Linked DNA regions of Muntiacus reevesi: region 1 is linked to region 2. The links are chromatin contacts, called in public Hi-C maps. All regions are on one chromosome and are shown on one strand. Each heading gives the region's core, a stretch centred on a gene start, on an enhancer-like site or on the middle of the called end of the contact. The rest is flanking DNA. Distances are from core to core; before and after follow the strand shown. Region 1 holds the start of CMTR2 (cap methyltransferase 2). Region 2 holds the start of DHX38 (DEAH-box helicase 38).

Region 1 (3,693 bases), core at 1,049-3,548, 710 kb before region 2:
ACGAGGACTACAACAAGTTATTCTATCCTAATTCACACTTTGCTTACTGGAAACTGCAACTTTTAGATTTCAACTATATTCTATTTTGGGAAAAGTCTGACTTTAGTCATTAACTTCACATACCAATTAATGGCTGTAAGTAAGCTCTGAAATCTTACCTAAGCTAATACGTAATTACTTTCACAGGAGAACAGCTAAAGTGGTTCAAACAGTCCACTGTTCTTCCCGCCTATACTTGTGGAACATGAACCAAAATTATATATTATATATTTTTATATAAACTGTATATCATGTTGAAAAATGCTCAGGTTGACAACACACAACTTATCCAAACATTGTTTCCTACAAATTCCCAGAATCCAACTGCTTCGCACTCACTCCAACTACCAAACTTCTGATCAGAAACACGTATCAACTCTCTTCTGAACTACTGGCACAGCTGTCTCACTCCTCTCTTTGCTTCTACCCTTGCCTCCGCCATTCTATTCTGAAACACACTCACCAGAGTAACTCTGAAAAACCTTAGATTGTAGGGCTGCTCTGCTGTCACGGCTCCCCGTTTCACTCACAGTAAGTGCCAAAGTCTTTACAATAGTCTACAAGGCCCTAGAAGATGTCTGTTCTCCAGCCCCACCCCATGGCTAACCTAATTTTCTCCTACTACCCCTTTTTTTCATTGTGTTCCAGCCCCACAGGCTCTCTTGCTGTTCACTTAAAAGCCCAGACACACAGCAAGGGGAGTCTTTGGACAGTCAGTCCCTCCACCTGGAATGCTCTTCCCTTCCCTTATCTCCTTCAAGAATTTACAAAATGGGGAATTCGTGTAGCTCTATGGCTGATTCATATCAATGTATGACAAAATCCACTGAAAAATAAAAAAATAAATTAAAAAAAAAAAGAATTTACAAAAGTGTCATTTTTTCTGTGAAGCCTTTGACATTCTAATTTAAAACTGCATCTTCCATTAACAATGGTAAAGGTAAGAACTTTGCTGTCTTTTCCTATGACACTCTTTCCTTCTAACATGTGAAAGTGAAAAAGTGAACGTGAGGTCACTCAGTCGTGTCTGACTCTTTGAGGCCCCCATCGACTGTGGAGCCTACCATGGAAATTTTCCAGGCAAGAGTACTGGAGTGGGTTGCCAGTTCCTTCTCCAGCGGATCTTCCTGACCCAGGAGATGAACCCAGGTCTCTGGCATTGTAGGCAGACGCTTTACCATCTGAGCCATCAGAGAATTTACTTATTTATGTTTACTATTTTTTATGTCTTCCCAAAACTACAACCTAAGCTGCAATGGGCAGGGATCTTTGTTTTCTTTACTCACTTATTAAGAAGTTAGAACAGTACACAGAAAGCATTCAGTAAGTATTCATGGAATAACTAAAGGTATTTCAGACTAGCCCAAAAGACGTGCCTCTGATCAGGTTCTGAATATATAAGTCTTAGCAAAGAACTTCAACATCACTCTAGCACCTCACACAAAACAAAAACAAAAATGCATATGGTTTACGAGATACAAGGGAAAAGTTTTCAGTATGATCCTCTGGAAAAGGTTCCTCTGTCCCTCTTATGAAGCACTCCATAGAGCTTTGTGGCATCATCATTCTGCTACGAGGGTTAGTATTACCATTGTTGTTTTGCAGAATTGAGTAGGAAGTCATGTACCCCCAGCCCAATGCCACGAAGGGAATACCCGCAAAATCACCGGCCTAACACAAAGTCTCATTAATAGCTGTTACTCCCCCAGTTAACACTTGCAAAGAAATTTTAGAAGAGGTGCCAACAGCTCCACCTCCTCACAGCAACAGCGAAAATAATGCCTACTGTGTATCCAGCGCCTTACTTTGCGCCAGGGGCACCCCAAATCTCATTTCCTCTAGGTAGAAATTAAGTCTCAAGTTTCATTCGAGCGACCCAGTCCCTGACCCGGAGGAAACTCAGCCCAAGCCTCTGCCTAATCCACTGGAAAGTCGAAGACCCGGGTTCGGAAAGTGGGCCTGAATTACCTTCGCTCACGCCCACCTCAGCCCCCAGAGTCTAGAGAGGCTGCGCTTCACTCGCTCTCCTCACTCAAGGAGGGCATTCTCCACTTCCACTCCTGGGGATGATTCCCAAGAGCATCGCTACTGCAGGTCTTCTGAGCCCTGGCACAGGGATGGGAGGTGGCGCGCCGGAAGATCGAGAAGGAGGCAGGAGCGGCCCTAAGAACACGCAGAGCGGAAGCACAACTACAGCCCGAGACTCCGGCGCGAGACTCCGGCGAACGGAGGCCCAAAAACCCTAACACACGCACTGCGCGTGCGCCTCAAGGCTGAGCTGGCGTCTTACGTCAACGTTACGCACGTCGGCGAAGCTCGTAAGAGACCTCTGCTCTCTCGGTTTCGTTTCTCCGCTGGGTGCTGAATCTGGGAAGCGCCAGCCTCCCGCCCAACGGCCGCTATGGCAACTGCGCGCTCAAACCGAGCGTCCTTTGGCCCCGCCCCCCGAGGGTGGAGGCGTGGAATGGGGCGAGGACAACCTGTCCCGGACACGCTGGCCCCGCCCACCTGGGCCCTGGACGCCCGGGGTTCTCTCGCCTTGGGGTAGTTTAGCTCTTAGCAGAAAGAATGAGGTTAGAAGAAAATGAGGTTAAAAAGCCAAACTAAGGAAACTACAAAAATACTGTTATCATGACATACATATATTTATAAACGAGTAAAACAACCTCCCTTCTAGATACCATATTAAAAAGCAGACATTACATTGCCGACAAAGGTCCGTCTAGTCAAGGCTAAGGTTTTTCCAGTGGTCATGTATGGATGTGAGAGTTGGACTGTGAAGAAAGCTGAGTGCCGAAAAATTGATGCTTTTGAACTGTGGTGTTGGAGAAGACTCTTGAGAGTCCCTTGGACTGCAAGGAGATCCAACCAGTCCATCCTAAAGGAGATCAGTTCTGGGTGTTCATTGGAAGGGCTGATGCTGAAGCTGAAACTCCAATACTTTGGCCACCTCATGCGAAGAGATGACTTATTGGAAAAGACTCTGATGCTGGGAGGGATTGGGGGCAGGAGGAGAAGGGGACAACAGAGGATGAGATGGTTGGATGGCATCACTGACTCGATGGACATGAGTTTGAGTAAACTCCGGGAGTTGGTGATGGACAGGGAGGCCTGGTGTGCTGCGATTCATGCGGTCGAAAACAGTGAGACACGACTGAGCGACTGAACTGAACTGAAGACAAGCTCCCCGGAGAAGGAAATGGCAACCCACTCCAGTACCCTTGCCTAGAAAAATCCCATGGACAGAGAAGCCTAGTAGGCTACAGTCCATGGGGTCGCAAAAAGTCGGACATGACTGAGCGACTTCACTTTCAGTTTTCATTTTCACAAGACAACCTCAAAGGAAAATGGGAGACGATTGAACAAGCCATTCGAAAAAGCAAAACAACCGGTAAGGGTATAGTGCAAAGCTATTTGGGCTTCCTGATAGCTCAGTTGGTAAAGAATTTGCCTGCAATATGGGTGACCTGGGTTCAATCCCTGGGTTGGGAAGATCCCCTGGAGAAGGGAAAGGCTACCCACTCCAGTATTCTGGCCTGGAGAATTCCATAGACTGTACAGTCCATGGTGTAGCAAAGAGTTGGACATGACTGAGCCACTTTCACTTTTACAGAAGGCAAACTTTAAAATAACCTTGCACCTTAGCCCAGCAAT
Region 2 (3,989 bases), core at 569-3,068:
TAATAGGTCATACTTTAAATAGGAAAGAAGACTGCCAAAAGGGACTTTCGTCAAATAGAAGTGGCAGAACAAATTACTGATGCTTTAAAGCGAAAGTCAAAGAGAAGATGGGTTTGTCCCACCACTAGAATTCAAACAACCAGCAACTTTTGTATTGTTAAGAGAGGAGGAACCGGTCAACAGGGAGTGGGGAGGTAAGCATGTGAGAGAGTGGGACTAGATAAATGTTGGAAAGAGGAGAGGGAAATTTCTCTTTAGGCATGGAGAAAGACCAGGCCTAAGAAAATGTCCACAGCAAAGGATACCAATAGAGAATTGACAAAAGAAGAGGTAAAAATGGACAGATATATTTGGAAAGTTAAGCTTTACCTGTAAGCAAAGGAAAGCAAATTAAAAGATATATCTTTAAAAGTCATTCATTTGGCAAAGATTAAAAGATAACAGCAAGAGAGTGAGTGAACTGGCAAGCATTCAATACCTGATGGAATGTAGAGAAACAAAACTTTACTAGAAAAGAAATCTGAAATACTCTTTAACCAACAATTCCACTTCTGAGAATTCCTAGTAAATAAATAGACATGTGCACAAAGATTTGTTTACCATTTATAAGGGTGAAAAACTGGAAACAACGTAAACAGTAATCAGTAGTGGACAGAAGGAATAAATGACAGTATAGCCCAGTGATGTACTAGCACAGTATCATTATATACTGGGTTAGAGATGAGTAATTGAAAAATCCTTACGATAAAGAAAAAAATTTTTATAAAACAGTAGTATATAAAGTGTGTTCCCACTTTTGTACAAAGCCTAACTCTAATGTATATAAAAATATTCACATAGAACAATAAATAAAAATGAAAATGCCAGGGGTTCCCTGATATAGGTCAGTTGGTAAAGACTACCTCTGCAATGCAGGAGACCCCAGATGGATTCCTGGGTTGGGAAGATCCGTTGGAGAAGGGATAAGCTACCCATTCCAGTATTCTTGGGCTTCCCTGGTGGGTCAGTTGATAAAGAATCCGCCTGCAGTGCAGGAGACCTGGGTTCCATCCCTGGGTTGGGAAGATCCCCTGGAGGAGGGAAAGGCTACCCACTCCAGTATTCTGGCCTGGAGAATTCCATGGACTGTATAGTTCATGGGGTCGCAAAGAGTCGGACACGACTGAGTGACTTTCACTTTCAACTCCGTCAGAGGTTATCTCTGCGTGTGAACAGACGAGTAACTTTTACTTACACTGTGGGCGCGCGTCTTTATTTCCCCCAAATATCCGACATATATATTTTTAATGATGCCTGTGGTTGGGCTACTTCTGGCCCACAGCTACTGGGGAAAACGATACTTACTTTAATTGTACACGTCACCTCCTTCTCTTCCACTTCAGGGTTGTGGACAACTCCAACCCTTTCTCAAAGAAGCCGATTCAGACGGCTTTTTTTCCCTGCCCCAACCGCGGCGGCCACCCCAATTCAAAGTAACCTGGAGCCGTTGCCTAGCAACCCTCAGCCGACCACCAGAGCGGACGGAACCTGAAAAAGAAAACGCCCAGGCGCAGTAATGAACTCGCGTTCCGCTCTCAATAACCCAATCAGCAGAAGAGGTTATTCTAGTCACCGCCCACCTAACCTGCTCTGACCGGAAGCCCTAGGGTCACTCCCGCCCTTATTAAACCTGACAGGTCTCTTTACTTCTCCCTCCCACGCCCCACCTAGAGGCGGGGCCTCGCCCCTTACACTAAGCATGATTGGTCGCCAGGGGACTCGGAAGTGTCTCTGATCAGAGCCCCAGAGAAAGACAGTCTAGTCTCGCATGCGTGGTCGCGTTCTGTGTCGCACCGGGAACGGGCCTTTTCCGGGCCGCCCTCGATGCTATCTTTGGTTGGATAGAAGGAGCCGCGCAAAGTATTATGGGACAATAATGGTCGCTTTCATGTAGTTGATTTTGGCTCTCAAAGCGGTCTGAGCGAGGAGCGGCGGCGCCAGCGCCCCGGAATCCCGGACAGCAGGTCCTGAGAGTCAGGCTTGGTGAGGTGAGTGTCCCTTTTTCCTTTCCGATCTTTTCTTCGCCAATCGTGGCGGCTCCAAGAGGCGGATCTCGGCCTCTCGCTCAAGTTCGGGCCCGGGCTTGTAAAGTCTTGTTCCTGTCACCCAACTTGCCTTACTCACTGTAGGGATGCTGCTCAGGTTCTGCCGGCCCCGGCCTTTCTCCTTGATCAGGTCAGATCGTGCACACTTGACGCGGCCTCCCCGAGGTCCAGGGATGCTGGCCGGGAGTCACCCCGCCCACGTCCTTAGACCTTCTCGTTATCCCACTGCCAGACGGACACCGAGCCCAGAAGGGCTCTTTTCGTTTTCTCTTTCTCTGTCACAGTGGTATCTCTATCAGGCGATATCTTTTAACAAAATGTCAACTCCAAAAAGATCGGGATTTTTATTTTGGTCTCTTATTGCTAATGCCCAGAACAAGCGATTGGCTCACTGAAGGCATTTGTTGAATGAATGTATGCAGTTTCTTTCTTCGTTATTTTTCTTGTACCTCTTGTGACTTCTTTGCCACTAATCCTTTTTCAGAAGACAACACTTAACGTTCTTGTTTTTCTCAGCCACTAGTTGTCCTGTTTGTCAGACTCATTTTCCTGTGCTGCTTGGCACCTTTCTTTGCTGTCTCTAGAGATTTCTGGCTCCCTGTTTCCTTTAATCAGTTTAAAATTATTTATTCCTCAAATGTTTATTTTGCTAGGCACCAGGCATAGCAGTCAACAAGACAGACAAAGTTCTCCTGCGTAAAAGGACGGTTCTAGGGGTATATTTTCTAGTTCAGACCACTGAGCAGAGCATGTATATCTTACCTTCCCGTGTAGATTTCCTCCGATGAGTACAGATGTCACTAAAAATTAGCTTTCCCATTTCTCTTCTGTGTGATGGCATTTTCTAAAATGCAGCTCTTGTTTCTGTGTCCATATTGTGTGTTCAGTCTGTTTGGCTATATTTTTCTATAGAAATGTGCATGTTAATTAGAACTGTGTGAAACATTCAGGGTTCTGGTGGTTCTCTTGATAGTTCTTTGCTTCACTGACTTGTTGGAATGGGGCAAATTATTCAAGCACAAAATGGGATATGTTTATAAGCAGGTGGTGTGTAGTGGGAGGTAAAGAGGAATTTGTTATGAGTGGAGTGCCAGGAAATCTTACAGTCACCTAAATACTTTTCAGAAACATCATTTCTTAGCCTGGTGATTCTCTTGCAATTTTTTTTGGTGAATTTGAATTGTTGTTAAACAGATTTTGACTGCTGTGAGGTAATTCTTCTCTACAGAACAAAACTGGCCCAGAAAACTCATTGAAGAATGGATCATATGGATGGTAGCCTTATATCTCAACAGCTCTACTCTACTATATCTGTAGTCTAAAGGAGTAGAGAGTAGGAAGAACTTGTGTAAAAAATGGTGAGGAACCCAGCAGTACCCAAGAGCCCAGCAAGTGAAATAATGTAACAGTGATGTTTATGTAACTGTTTGTGGTTACAGAGTGAGTACTTTCACATATACTTTGTTGTTTGATACTCACAGTAACTTTATGGATTTAAGAGAGCAAAAAGTATTTCCATTTTTCAGGTATAGAATTATGCCTAACCAAAGATTAAGATTAATATCTATTTGCTTACGATCACATGGGTAGAAAATGTTGAGAGGGCTCTAATTGAGATTTCTGACTTCAGATCTAGTGTTTTCCCTACATGCCCTCTATAGATGCCGTCCTGCTCTAGTAAGTGCTCCTTAGTGAGGTCTCTTCTTGTCTGAATGATACCCTCTTGGATCTTGGGGGGTGTGTATGTGTGTGCATGTGTGTGTGTTTATCTATTTCTGATGTGTGTTGGGTGGAAATAGAAAGATCTTTTAAGATTAAGATTGTCAATGAGTTGATGGAAGAGTCTTGCGAAGAGGTAACTTAAAGGAATTCAGGTCTTGAGGGGGAGGTCAGCCACCCCCACCA

What was found. A called contact is a pair of places that touch in the nucleus more often than the background predicts.
Region 1: a contact with region 2 is called in a Hi-C map of muscle, with 7 times the contacts expected there. The contact joins the promoter of CMTR2 here to the promoter of DHX38 in region 2. A contact is called at or near these places in 2 of 3 Hi-C or Micro-C datasets (blood and muscle).

Annotation. Positions count from the first base shown.
Region 1 is chr2:252,025,739-252,029,431 of mMunRee1.1, reverse strand. It overlaps CMTR2 (cap methyltransferase 2), which reads right to left and starts at 2,298. Exons shown (of 2, transcript XM_065925711.1): 1 at 2,008-2,298.
Region 2 is chr2:251,317,293-251,321,281 of mMunRee1.1, reverse strand. It overlaps DHX38 (DEAH-box helicase 38), which reads left to right and starts at 1,818. Exons shown (of 27, transcript XM_065925672.1): 1 at 1,818-2,027. It overlaps TXNL4B (thioredoxin like 4B), which reads right to left and starts at 1,659. Exons shown (of 4, transcript XM_065925677.1): 1 at 1,345-1,659.